Linked DNA regions of Mus musculus: regions 2 and 3 are each linked to region 1. The links are chromatin contacts, called in public HiChIP or PLAC-seq maps. All regions are on one chromosome and are shown on one strand. The core of a region is the stretch at or near the end of the contact, and the rest is flanking DNA. Distances in the headings are between cores, read along the strand shown.

Region 1 (4,299 bases), core at 1,050-3,549:
CCTCCTTCCAGTGTGCCTGGGAAGAAGGTCACACGTTTCTTCCTTAGCTCCACTCTTGGCACCCTGCACATAGAGAGTCTAAGATGGCTTTTGCTGTGAATTAGGGCTGTTACAGGATCTCATGCTGACCCAGGAGCTCTTGGGCTGGACCCACACACACCACAGTGATGGTAGGCTGAGGCTGAGCCTAGGCAAGTAGCACCTGTTAGAGAGACGGCTCCTCCTCATGGGGGTACAGAAACAGCCAGAAGGAAAGGGTTCCGTGCTACTCTGACTGGGAACATCGTCCTGAAGACACCAGCGCCATAGAGTACAGAGGGCAAGGCCAAGTGGAAGGCGGGAGACCGAGAGATGCTTCAGGGAACCAGAGCTGGCCCGTGGGTGATATGAGGGATGGTGGTGACACTACTCTGAGAGACAAATCAGCACTTGACAAATGGCCTTGGCCCTAGGCACTTGCTAGCAGGCCACAGGTTTCATAATGGGCCAAACACAGGGCAGAAGGCACTGTGCTCTCAGAAAGGACTAGCCACCAATATTGTGCCTAAAATGGAATGAGTGATCAATCTGATGTCTGAGGGGGTCCTGCAAGTGCCCAGGGGAGACTTGGCAGGTGCAGAAGGGAGCATGGCAAAGTTGAAGAGGCACGGAGCAACTTGAAGAAATAGGCTTTGGAGTTCAAGGGAGCTCAGGGCATCAGTATCAACACAAGAAACTCAGGCTGCCAGGGGGATGGTGGACAGAAAGGGAAAAGAACATTATGAACTCAAGGCCCAGGCAGTTAGCCACACTCCTTACTTCATAGGCCAAACCCCGCAGCCCAGAGATGTCAATTCTTCTGCCCAGGGTCACACAGCTAAGCAGTGGGGGTGAGTGCCCTGAGGTCTTCTCCATCTGCTTGTCAGGGGGGTCAGATTAGTGCACAGAGCAGGCTAGTGCCAATCTGGAGGTTGATGTGACAAGTTGTCAGGGATGTGGCAGTGGTAGGGGATGAGTGGCCTCAGGCCTCTTATTCCCTCCTGGGGCTGGGAGCCTATGGAAGAGCTGCTTTCAGATGTTGAGTCCTGCCTGTCAGGTGTAAGAGTCTTTCCATCTGTGAGAAGAGACTGACCAAAGCTAACATCCAAGTGAGGGTATGACAACCCCTCCCACCTCTGTGAGTGCACAGGGCACTTGAGCCTACAAGAGGGCACACATAAGGTAGGCAGGAAGGGAGGCCTGGGGCTCTCAGAGTTATATGGGCCCTCAGAGTTGGTTCCCTGCTTTGAAGTCTCTTAGGGACATTGGGAGCCCTTGAGAGCCAGTAAGGGTGAGGACTCAGAGAGGGAGGGGTGTCCCGAGAGACCCTTTCGTTCTCATCCCTGTCAGAAGTTGTCCTGCTTGCTGCTGTGGGAGGATTCTAGGTGTCAGGCATGCTCTGCCACCCTCCCCCCACTCTCTCCCACCCCAACCCCCACCCTCCACTACCAGCAGCTCTGAGCAGATGGCATGTTTTCCACCCTGACATGGGAAGTCAAGAAGGCTGGGTACCCTCCCTTCTTGGACTTAATTTGTTGTAGGCAAGTGGCCTAACCTTCCTAGTATCCTTCTGGAAGCCTGGATGGTATCGGGACCCCTGCAGACAGTTGGCATCGACCTTCCTCAGAGCTCTCCGAGTTTAGCAATGGAGGAGTCTGCACCTACACTGGGGAAACTTTCTGTGTCTAGAGTTAGTTCCCACCAGGGCAGGGGCTGGGGAAAGCAGGGCGGCCCTGCTGAGGCACACTCTGGCCAGTCGGGGGTGGTGCTCTGTGATATACGTCTCACTGACCTGGGACAGATGCTGTGAATCTCCTTTCCAAGTGCTTCTTCCATTTTGAAAAGAAATAAACTTCACCCAGGCAAACATGAATTCTACCCTTGGTAACCTTCTCTTACTACAATCCAAGCTGACCTCTAAGGACAGGGGCTGGCTGCTTCGAGGGCATCTGCCAGTGTCTGCCCTCACATCCCCTATGGGGCCCCAGCGTGGGCCACTTCCTGTATGTCAGGTCCCTAAACTGTGCCTTAAGGACCCCATGAAGACCCAGAAGCGATCTCAGCTCTTCTTGAGGAAGACACATGCAGAGAAAGCAAGAGGCAATTTGAGGAGTTGGTGATCCTGGCTGGGGGAGTCTTTTTTCTGACTTGGGGCTCCATAGAGAAGGAAGTGCAGAGGCAGCTCTGGAAACCTTGCCTTCAGGGTCTGGTCTTCTACTTCTCCGGGTCCCAGTGAGGCAGGAGCTTCAGTAGGCTCTGCACAGATAAGGAAACCAAGGCTCAGCAAGCAGAAGCGATATGGCCAGGACAGAGCCTAGCCCAAGCCCACAGTCCCCAGGCTCTGGAGGCAAGGCTGCCCACATCCCCCAGCCTCTCTAGGAGGCCCAAGGTTTCCTCTGAGTGAGCCTCACTCAGCACCCACTTTCACTTCCCAAAATGCAGACTTATTTTCAATCCTGCTGACTTCCTTTGTCACCAAGGACTGGGCAGCAGCCGAATGGAGCCAGCCCTTCCCAATGCCTTCTTGCGCCACACTGCCTCCTTCGAGTTGCTGTTGGTTCCTGCTGCCAGCCTTCTCTTGGCCATGCCATATAGGCTGCTCAGAGTTGCTCCCAGCCGATGCTGAGGCACGGTAGGGAGGCTGGGCCTGGGGTCTAGGGCTTGCCTTGCTGTAACCTGGCCTTGTGACTTCACACAAATGCCCCTGAACCTCCAGTCCCTTGTGTCTCAGCGGTGGTCCTCCTTTAGCTGCTAGGAGAAGCCCTCAGGGGTTCAGAGGAGCTGAGCAACATGGAGTTCCTTCCCAATGGTACCCACAGTGGCCAACGCTAATCAGAACCTGAGTGATTCAAAGACTCTTGTTCTCAAGAAGCTAACATTCTTTGGAGTGTGAGTTAAGAAAATCAGAATGAATATGACAACGAAACAGGATTTCTGAAAGCAATGTGGAATTTTCCAGAAAGATCTGTATGATGTACAGGAGATGGAACCCGGAGCCTAGTGCGTTCTAGGCAGCCACTTTACTGTTGAGCCACACCCCCAACCCCAGGCTTATCATCTTAAATGGGGAGGCCAGGCAGGCCTCCTGAGAAGGAGACAGTGGCTAACTGACATGCAGGTATGACTACTGGCCCTGGGAAGGCCATGCCAAACAGAGGATGCCACGTGCAGATAGATGCCTAGGTCCAGGAGAGCTATGGAGCTGTGCTGCAATGTGGGCCACAAGGGTGAGAGGCTAGGGCACAAAGGCCATGCAGGACAGGAAGCCAGAGCATGAGAGCCCCAGGGACCGAGGCAGATGACTTTATTCTGAGAGAGGTAGGAAGTCACAGGGGATTTTGGAGCAGAGAGCTGGTGGTATGATTCATTTTAGTGGTCTCCTTCTGGTGAGTCACGGTGGGGCCAGCTGTGGGTCAGAAGAGACAAGGGAGGCAGAAGCTACTGCCTGTGGCTTCAACTGGAGGTAGCACTGGAGTGGGGAGACAGAGTCAGAAGTGTCTGTGGCTAGATCTGCTGTCAAGGCGGGGTCAAGCACGGTAGGCTTCAGCCAAGAGACAGGCAGTGGTCACTGGCATAGGATGGTCTGGGCCAAGCAGGTTCTAGGTGGGACTATGGGTTCAGGTGTAAATGCTTCTTACCAAGATGCCCAGCAGCCTCTGAGTCAACAGTAGGCAAGTGAGTCTGAAGGAGAGAAGAGAGGGCCATGGCTCTGCCAGGGCTCTGGGCATCCATCTCACCCTCCTGCAGGCCAGGCAGTACCAGCAGTGCCCCATATACATATATGACATATATGTCATACACATTCTACTGTGTAGTCCTGACTGCCTCAAACTTTCAGACTGTCCCTGTCTCCTGGGATAGGACTGCAGGAACACATATCAGCACTGCGTTAGCCAGACGGTGTCCAGACCTTTCCAAACCAATGATTTCAAATGATTCTGGCCCAGAGTCCAGACCACTTACTTAGCCTGGTATCAGCCTCCTTCTCCCCCACCCACACCCTGCCTCTCTCAGCCTCTGGCTCTTTGTGCCAACCATGGACCCTTTTCACTTAGCAGGCAGGCCTCTGTTCTGTGTGTTCCTGATTTTGTAGTCCCAGATGTAGCTAACACATCCTTTCACTTGTCTGTTTCTCTATCTGTAAGGAAGAGGGACTGAGTCCCTTTGATTCTAAAAGAGGGTCTGTTAGTTTCTAAGCTTCAGCCGGGGATTCCTGGCTTCCTGGCCTCCGCTGCTTCTTTCTTATCTGGTGAGATCTGGGGTAAAGTGCCTGATATGCCC
Region 2 (4,299 bases), core at 1,240-3,739, 460 kb after region 1:
CCATGTCCACTTATGAGGCTATGAGCAAGGGTGGGCGTCCCAGCAGGGAGCTGCATTTAAACCCTGTCATAGGTTCCTGATCCTCAAAACATTCCGAACTTTGCCAATCACATAGCTAACAGATGGCTTCCCTGGGTAATACGGATTTTTGACCTCGTTCTTCGTGAGTGACGTAGACTACCTCACCACAAACTTCAGAATGTGAATCTGACACCTGCTTTTCAATTAGTGTCTTTCATGTTTGTAGATCTCGTTATGCATTAAAGACTCCATCCCTTTGCCTACATAGAGCCTGAGAAATTAATTTTCTTTTGAAACAGATGTCTTTTAGACAGAAGTTTCTGCCAGTCACACCATTGTCTGCCAGTCACATCAGAGTCTACAGAGTGGTGCTAGAACCAGCTGTGAGGGGAGTCAGGAGGAGTGGGGGAGGGAGGAGGGGCATCGGGCACTTGTCAGTTTTGCAGATGATGGCAGTGGCTGGTGCTGAAGGTTATGCGCTTACTATGACAGGAAACTACTAGTAAGACAAGGCAGGCTGGCCTGGCTTTATGGCCTCCGTTTGTCCTGCATCTGAGCTCCTAGGAAGGATGGAAATGTAAGAGTGGGGCCTTCCAAATCTGTACCCCTCAGCCTAGGTGAGAAGTAGTCAGACCAATAATTTCGAAGGAACTATGGAGTTTAACCCATAATCCTATGGAGTTTAACCTGTAATCCTATGGAGTTTAACCTGTAATCCCAGTACTAGAGAGGCAGAAACAGGAGCATTGCTGAGGGCTTGCTACCGGCCTGGGCCACAGAGTGAAATCTTGGCTTAATACAGCAAAAATAGAAACCCATTAATGCCCATTAGTAGTCTGTCTATTCCAAAAGGCCACGGTCTTCATGCTAAGAAGTCCTCTTCCTTTCCTTTCTGAATGGACTCACTCCTCTCTTCCCCTCCCCTGTCTGAGATCTTCCTAAGGTTGCTCCCGCCTCCGCCCCGTCCCCACTCTCCTCTGTAGCAGCTCCTGGCCTGCCCCGGCAGGGCTCCTCAGTCTTTATGATTCTCTGGTTTCCTTATCTATAAGCCTCTACCCACTCTGATGTCATCCCACACCCCCCTGCTCCTCCAGCAATACCAGCATCTGCATTTACTGAAATTATTGAACACCTACTACATGTACTCTGTCTATTTTTGAGCTAGGTCTCACTACGTAGCCCTGGCTGGCCTTGAACTTGAGGCCCAGAGAACCCAGCTACATAGTAAGGTCTATGTTTCGCAAGCTCCACAGGCTCTATAATTGTGATGTGTTCCTATCTCCATCTTACAGAGAAGAAACTCAAGGCCCAGAAATGTTTAAGGAGTTACCCAAGTTTTCCCAACTAGCAGGTGACAGTTTTGGGATTCAAAACCATTCAGTCTGATCATAGCACCCATGTCTAACTGGTTATCATGTTCCTTTGAGTTTCCTGTCTCTCTCCATGCCCAGGTCCCGGCCTAGAGGACTCTTCCTCTCCATTGTCCCCTTTGCTTCAAGCCTTGTTTGTTCTAGAACACACCTTGCTCATAAACCACCTCTGTTTCAAAGTCTCTTCCAGATTACCCAGAAAGACAACGTTTCTCATTCTTTGATTTTTATAACGTTTTATAACTGAGAGAACTCTATAATGTTATTCATCATCATCACCACCACCATCATCATCATCATCATCAACAACAACAACAACAACAACAACAAGAGGAGCAGTAGCAGCTCCACAGCCCACGCTGGCTTCAAATTTATGATCCTCCTACACCAGCCTCTCAGAGGATGAAGTTACTTACAATAATGTGCCACCACACCCAGCTTGTGTTGAGACCTCTCACTCAGACTACACATCCCACCCACCCACTCACACCCACGGCCATCCACATGCACCCACACCCACCCACCTATACCCACACTGACTCACACTCACCCATTCACACCCATACCCACTCACACCCACCCACCCGCATCCACCCACTCACACCCACCCACCTGCACCCATACCCAGGAGTTGTGTTGGTAGGAAATGTGCTTTGTCTCCCTCTGGTGTCTAGCACAAAACGGGACACAGAGTAGGCATTCTCTAAATGCTTGAGGATTGAATGGCAGGGGCCTCACCCCCATCACACAGTTGGAAGTCCCCAGACGCCATCTAGGAGTCTCTAGCTGGAAAGAAGCAGAGGGGCAGGAGGCAGTTGTGGGCGAGGTCTCTATATAGGGCACAGTTTCACTTAGTTACCACATGTCTTTACCACTTGGATCAAACTCCCCAGAGGAGCCAGCTGGGGATGAAGTCCCACACTTGCATGATCCCCAGAGGTCTTTGGAGCCAGCTGTCCTACCCTAGGGGACTTCCCCATCTTTCGATGCCAGGAACTGAACCATGATAGGAAGTGACCCTGGCAGGATGTAGCATGTCACAGGAGGAAGTGTGGCCAGAGTTCCTAGGCTCATTGCCTAGGCTGCCCAGCCAGGCCCACAGGACCTCTGACAGCAAGCGGTCACATCACTTTGTTACTATGAGCATTCTAGGGCAAGTATGGACTTCCTTGACTGTGAGGGAAATTGCCCCATGCTCAAGGCTATGGGGCAAGCACCATCCTCGTACCTCTCACAGCCCCACCGTGGTATCCTGGCTATTACTGTAAGCAAGAATCTGAGTTCTTAAAAGCCCAAGGCCTTTAAGAGAGGCTGCCTCCCTCAGCAACTCCCTAAGACTCACTCCTGAGGCCTCAGGTTCCAGTGTGACCTAACATTGCTACATCCCTTCTAGCAGGGCAAGGCAGGACGGAGGCTGAAAAAAAGAACTCTGGTAAGTTCACATGGCAGATCACTGTGCAACATGGCTTCCTGACTTCTGCTTCCTGAGAGCCAGGCCACTCACTCACAAGCTGAGGAAAGACACCTGATAACATCAAAAGTAATGAGTGAGCTCAGTAAAATGAGCAAATTTGTTCAATAGAAGCACCAGGGGCTAGCTGTTCTCCACATGAGTTCCCCGATCGCTAGCAGTGCTAATGCTTGTCGCTCTTCGTGTTGGCAGAGTAAACTTCCAGCCGAATCCTCTACCCTCCCAAGTCAGGAACTCTGGGTATGTGGCTCAACCATCTCTTCTAGCAAGCCTTCACGGAAACTCCAGCGTACGCACGTTGAAGTTAGTCAATCGATGCTAGAAGCTTAACAGATGGGCAACATATTGGGAGAAGGTATGTGGAACAGCAACACCAAACAAGGGAGTCGTATCTAAAATGTGATTACTATTCTTGCAAGCGAATGTAGAGAAACCCGGAAAACCCCATGGAAATGAACAAACAGTCCAAAGGAGCAGTTTGTAGCCAGCAGGGGAAGCCCCAGGTCCACTGCGCTCAGGAGGAGGCTCCAGATTCCAGGGTTAGGTGGGGAAGTACTTAGGAGCGGGCTCACCTGGAATTCAGGATGCTGAGCATTCCACAACGCATGCAGCAGCACTCATCTGTAATCTATAACTTAGGGGGATCAGAAGGTTGAAAGCAGCCTGGGATACACAGACAGTATCGCAACAACAACAACAACAACAACAACACAGATCTCATGAAATTGCAAGAAAGCATGATATACATGTATTTGTCTGGTGTGTATGTGTGCATATGTGTATGCATATGTGTGTGTGTGTGTGTGTGTGTGTTTGTGTTTGAGACCGAGTCCTGCTCAGTTGCCACATCCTAACTGATGACAATGGCTATAGACAGGCTTTAAAAAAAACTGACGAGTGCACGAGACAGCAGCATTGCTCGCAAGCTGAGGATGGGTCTTTCTAGAAGGGGTTTGTGAAATTTAAACACATATATCTGGGATCTACTAATTCCACTCCTGGCAGAGCCCATAAGAATCTTCATGTGGGTCCACAAGGGTTAGTGACAGAGGTGTTCATCTCAGCAGTGTTTGTGGTAAGAGAGAGTTGAAAGCAAGCTAGGCATCCATCATCGGGGTGGGATGAATAGAGGGGATGCTTAAATGCTTCAGGGAGCTGGCAGCTGTTGAACGCAATGAGCTAGATTTCCCCACAATAATATGGCTGGGTCTTAAAAATGTTACAGAGTGGCTGGGCGTGGTGGCGCACGCCTTTAATCCCAGCACTCGGGAGGCAGAGGCAGGCAGATTTCTGAGTTCGAGGCCAGCCTGGTCTACAAAGTGAGTGCCAGACAGCCAGGGCTACACAGAAAAACTCTGTCTCGAAAAACCAAAAAAAAAAAAAAAATGTTACAGAGTGATCTGGGCATGGGGCAGCCCACCTGTAATCAAGCACTCA
Region 3 (4,299 bases), core at 1,249-3,748, 420 kb after region 1:
CATCTGACCACGGAAGCGAAGAAGGCTGAGGCCTGGACAGTACTTGTATGGGAAAGCTCAGTTATACTTAAGTTGTTAGAGCCTGGACTATGGGAGACCCCATCTCAAAACAAAAGAAAAGGACCAACATGATTTCTTGTATTTACCAGTATTTGTCTATCCTGGGAAAGGCTTCCTGGAAGGATGCACCGTTAATTTGAAATTTGACCACCATGGATCAACTGCTTTCTCATTTAAATCTGAAATCAGCATCTATGATTTGTGACAGAAAGTTCTAGAAAATTAAGCAGCACCTGTGTGTGTTTACACTGCACCAGATCACTGAACATTTGGTACCCACGCTTTGATCCGCTGGAGGAACTTGCTGTGTGAGGCAGGGCAGCTCCACCCGCCTGCTTGGGCAGTGACAGATGCAGCTGTAAGCATGCAGCAGAGAATCCCTAGGTCCCAATCATAGTGCATATTAAGTAAGCATCATTACATGGCTGATTTACATATTCATGAAGACCCAACTCCGGACCCCTCTCAGGAAGGATGGTGAGTGGGGTCCTCTTTTCTCTCTCTCTCTCTCTCTTCCTTTCCTGGTGCTGTGAATGGAACCCAGGACAGCATGAATGTCCAGCAAAAACCCTACCGCTGAGCTATGTCCCCAGCCTGAATGGGGGGTGCTTTGTCTCATGGGCTGGGGGTTGTCTAAGGGAGCTGAGAGAAGTGAAAGTGTGGGCCCAGGAGCCCCACAGAAACCTCAGCCCTAATATTTCCATTTATGAGCAGATGTGTCACCAGGTGGGGGTGCGTGGTGGGAGGTGTGACTCAGTGGCATGGCACTTGCTCAGCAGCAAGGGACCTTGGGTTCAAGCCACATCCCCTAAAAGATAGGAAAGGAGCTGTGGCAGAGAGGCAGGGTAGTCTGAAGTTCCTTTGACTCAGAGCTTCGGCCACTACACACAGCAGGAATGTTTGAAACAGGAGATTCCTATCACTTTGGAGCAGGCATCCATGTGCCACGGCTTGCATGCAGGGGTTTCAGAGGACAACTGTGTCTGCTGACCTTCCCCTTCCGCTGTGTTTTGAAACAGGTCCTTGTGAAGGAGAATTTTGTGTCTGCAAAACCTGATTGACTGATAACATCACCACCGATGTAGAAAGGCTACAATGTTGCAGGTCCAGAGCCTAATTACAGGTGATCTTGACTCTCCTAGATAGCCATTCCTTGGCCACCTATAAAATTCAGTGGCTAAGAGATATAAACCTTCTGGAAAGTATTGACTTAACAAGCCCCTATTTTTCCACCATTCAAAGGGTTAAGAAAGCTGTCAGCTAGCATCTGAAGCCCATAGCAGAGATTCTCCCACTTTGCTGTAGCCACCTAATTCACGAGCCCACTGATGAATTTGAAAAGCGTCATGATTCCTAATTCTCTTTGTCTTGTTACTATAAAAACTTCATGAGACAACTTCCATGTTGGAAGATGGAATTTGGGGTGACCTAAATCTGCATTCCTGACTATGGCTCTCAGCTCCAGAATAAACTCTGATTGCTCCGTGTCCATTGTCTCTGGTTCACCCTCTGCCTGTGGCAGGCTAGCTGACCTGAGAGCTTTTGGTGACTCATTCTCCTGCCTCCACCTCCCATTCTTCCACGGATGGTGGATTAAACACACGTGCAGCTGTGGCTAGCTTTATGTAGTTCTGTGGATCCAAACAGGTTGTCAGGCTTGCTGGTGAGCACTTTACTGCTGAGCCATCTTCCAGTGACTGGTCACCTAAACAAACCACATATGGCTTTTGCTCCTTGGATCAAGTTGAGAAGTGAAATTCAAACACACAGAATTACATCTCAAAGCCACACATAGAGAGACTCCATTGTTAGAGACAGTTAGATTGGTGATGGCCTGGAGCAGGAGGGGTGGAGGGAGTTTTATTGAACGGAGGCATCTTGAGTTTTAGAAGATGATGGAGGATATTAAGGTGGACGATGATAATGGTGGCACATTATGAATGTATTTAAATGCCACTGAGCTACACACTTAAAATGGTTAAGGTGAGAGACTTCGTGTCATACGCATTTACTACAACCGGCTTTTATGTTAACTTATATCCTTTGTCTTTCCTCCTCCTTCCTCCCTCTAGGCCTCCTCCTCCCTCCCTCACACACACACACCATACATGTATATGCAAATTTATATCTAGGTTCTGCTTTTGATAGAAAAATGGTATTTGTTTTCCCAAGCCCGGCTTATTCTACCTATTCTAATGGGCTTCAGTCTCACTCTCTTTTCTTAAAACTGCATAATTTTATTCTTCTTTACAGACGAGTAATACTCCATTCTGTATATGTATCTCACTTTCTTTATCCATTCAGCTGCTGATAGATCTCTAGGCTGGTTCCACTTGCTGGCCATGGCGACTAGTGCAGCAATAAACGAGGCTGTGCAGCTGTGTTGGCTTCCAACCCTTCGGGTATATACCCAGAAGCCGGACAGCTGGGTCACATGGTAGCTCTAGCTTTAGGGTTTTGAGGAACCTTCATATTGACGTCCATGGTGGCTACACTTAGCCACACCCATCAGCATCGACTTTCCCCACGGCCTCACTGGCATTTGTCACTGTCCCTTTGCTTTTTGTTTAAGACAAAGGCTCACTATGTAGCCCAGGCTAGCCTAAAACTCACTCACCACAGTTCCCCTGCCTCAGCCTCATTGGTTTTCTTGATGATAGCCATTCTGAATGGGTGAGATAAAAGTACAATCTAGCTTTAATGTGTAGTTCCCTGTTAGCTAAAGGTGTTGAACATTTGTTTCAAATGGTATTGACCATGTATTTTTTTCTTTGAGAACTCTGGCATATTCAGTCATATCCCATGTATTGATTAGATGACTTGGCTTCTTGTCATTTAGCTCTTGCAGTTTTTAATATTGTCATTATTAATCACTTCTCTGACTTATAGCTAGAAAGTATCCTTTTCCATTCCACAGACTGCAGAACCTTTTAATCTTACACAAGCTCATTCATAACTCTTGGAGTCCTTTGCAGGAAAACCTCGCCTGTGCTTTTCGCAGCAGGTTCGAGTCTTACATGAAGGCCGAGTTGGTTTTGTACAGAGTGAGATGCATGGATCAAGTTCCCTCCTTTTACACGTGCACTCACAGTTTATCAACAGCTAGTTTCTGCATTAACCATCATGCTTTGCACAAAGAAACTTTTCTGATAAGACCTGAGAGTGGCACTCATCTTGGTTCGATGTTTATTAGTAAAACAGTAGTAGTATGTTCACACTTGGGACCAATGAGCTCCCCCAACTGTGGGTTCTTGGGCAGATTAAAAACAAAAACAAAATAAAAAACAAAACTAGGCACCATTGGTTCCCTTCTGCATAGCAGGCCTTAAATCCAATCATAAAGTTCTTGGCTGGGCTGGCGAGATGGCTCAGTGGGTAAGAGCACTGACTGCTCTTCCAACGGTCCTGAGTTCAAATCCCAGCAACCACATGGTGGCTCACAACCATCCGTAATAAGATCTGACACCCTCTTCTGGAGTGTCTGAAGACAGCTACAGTGTACGTACATATAATAAATAAATAAATATTAAAAAAATAAAGTTCTTGGCTATGTCTCTGCCTTTATACTACTATTGCATCTATGGTTATTACTGTCACTCAGACCCTGAAAAACAGATGTCAAATTCTCTCACTCACATGTGGATCCTATCTCTGAATCTTTAGGTTTGTGTGTTTAACCTGAAGTAAAATCCAGGAAACTAGAAATTGCTCACTGATGGGAAGGAGGAAAGGGTTTTTGTTTTTTGTTTTGTTTTCCTATTTCTGTGAAGGATGCCATTGGGGTTTTTATGGGTATTATACTGAAACTGCAGATTGCTTTTGGTAACTTAGCATTGTCTCAGGATTGAGTTTGTTAACCCATGAAGATGGAGGATCTCTCCCTCTTCTAGCATCTCCTTCAATTTCTTTCTTCGGTGTCTTGAAGTTTCCACTATGGATGTCTTTTATCTCCTTGGTTAGATTGATTTCTGGGTATTTTTAAAGAGCTGTTGTGAGTAGGATTTTTTTTTTCCTGATTTAGTTTTCAACAAGTTCATTATTCAGATATAGAAAATCTACTGATTTTCAATGTTGACCTTTTAGCCTGCTACTTAGCTGGAAACATTTATTAGGGCTAAGAGTTTTCTGGTAGAATCTGTAGAGGCTTTTAGGTGTAGGATCATAAACCAACAGCTTACAACCTGGCACTTGAGAGATTGAGGTAGGAGGAACAACATGAATTCAAGGCTAACCTGAGCT

What was found. HiChIP or PLAC-seq counts read pairs in DNA pulled down with a chosen protein or histone mark.
Region 2: an H3K27ac HiChIP or PLAC-seq map of large pre-B cells shows a contact between it and region 1, with 3 times the contacts expected there. The contact joins two enhancer-like sites. A contact is called at or near these places in 2 of 39 promoter capture datasets (the 3T3-L1 cell line and the C10 cell line) and 2 of 115 datasets of contacts at active chromatin or transcription factors (embryonic stem cells and large pre-B cells).
Region 3: an H3K4me3 HiChIP or PLAC-seq map of bone marrow-derived macrophages shows a contact between it and region 1, with 5 times the contacts expected there. The contact joins two enhancer-like sites. A contact is called at or near these places in 2 of 115 datasets of contacts at active chromatin or transcription factors (bone marrow-derived macrophages and microglia) and 1 of 9 other capture datasets (embryonic stem cells).

Annotation. Positions count from the first base shown.
Region 1 is chr2:153,542,246-153,546,544 of GRCm38.p6, reverse strand. No RefSeq gene overlaps it. Among named protein-coding and RNA genes, the nearest start is that of Nol4l, 14 kb to the right of the region's middle. Within about 2 kb of position 2,299, at least 116 of the 459 cell types and tissues checked have an H3K27ac peak or open chromatin away from gene starts, as enhancers often do. A contact at or near this core is called in bone marrow-derived macrophages, where this site is marked.
Region 2 is chr2:153,082,546-153,086,844 of GRCm38.p6, reverse strand. No RefSeq gene overlaps it. Among named protein-coding and RNA genes, the nearest start is that of Ccm2l, 19 kb to the right of the region's middle. Within about 2 kb of position 2,489, at least 111 of the 459 cell types and tissues checked have an H3K27ac peak or open chromatin away from gene starts, as enhancers often do.
Region 3 is chr2:153,118,535-153,122,833 of GRCm38.p6, reverse strand. All of the region lies in intron 1 of Hck (hemopoietic cell kinase), which reads right to left. Among named protein-coding and RNA genes, the nearest start is that of Hck, 12 kb to the right of the region's middle. Within about 2 kb of position 2,498, at least 42 of the 459 cell types and tissues checked have an H3K27ac peak or open chromatin away from gene starts, as enhancers often do. A contact at or near this core is called in bone marrow-derived macrophages, where this site is marked.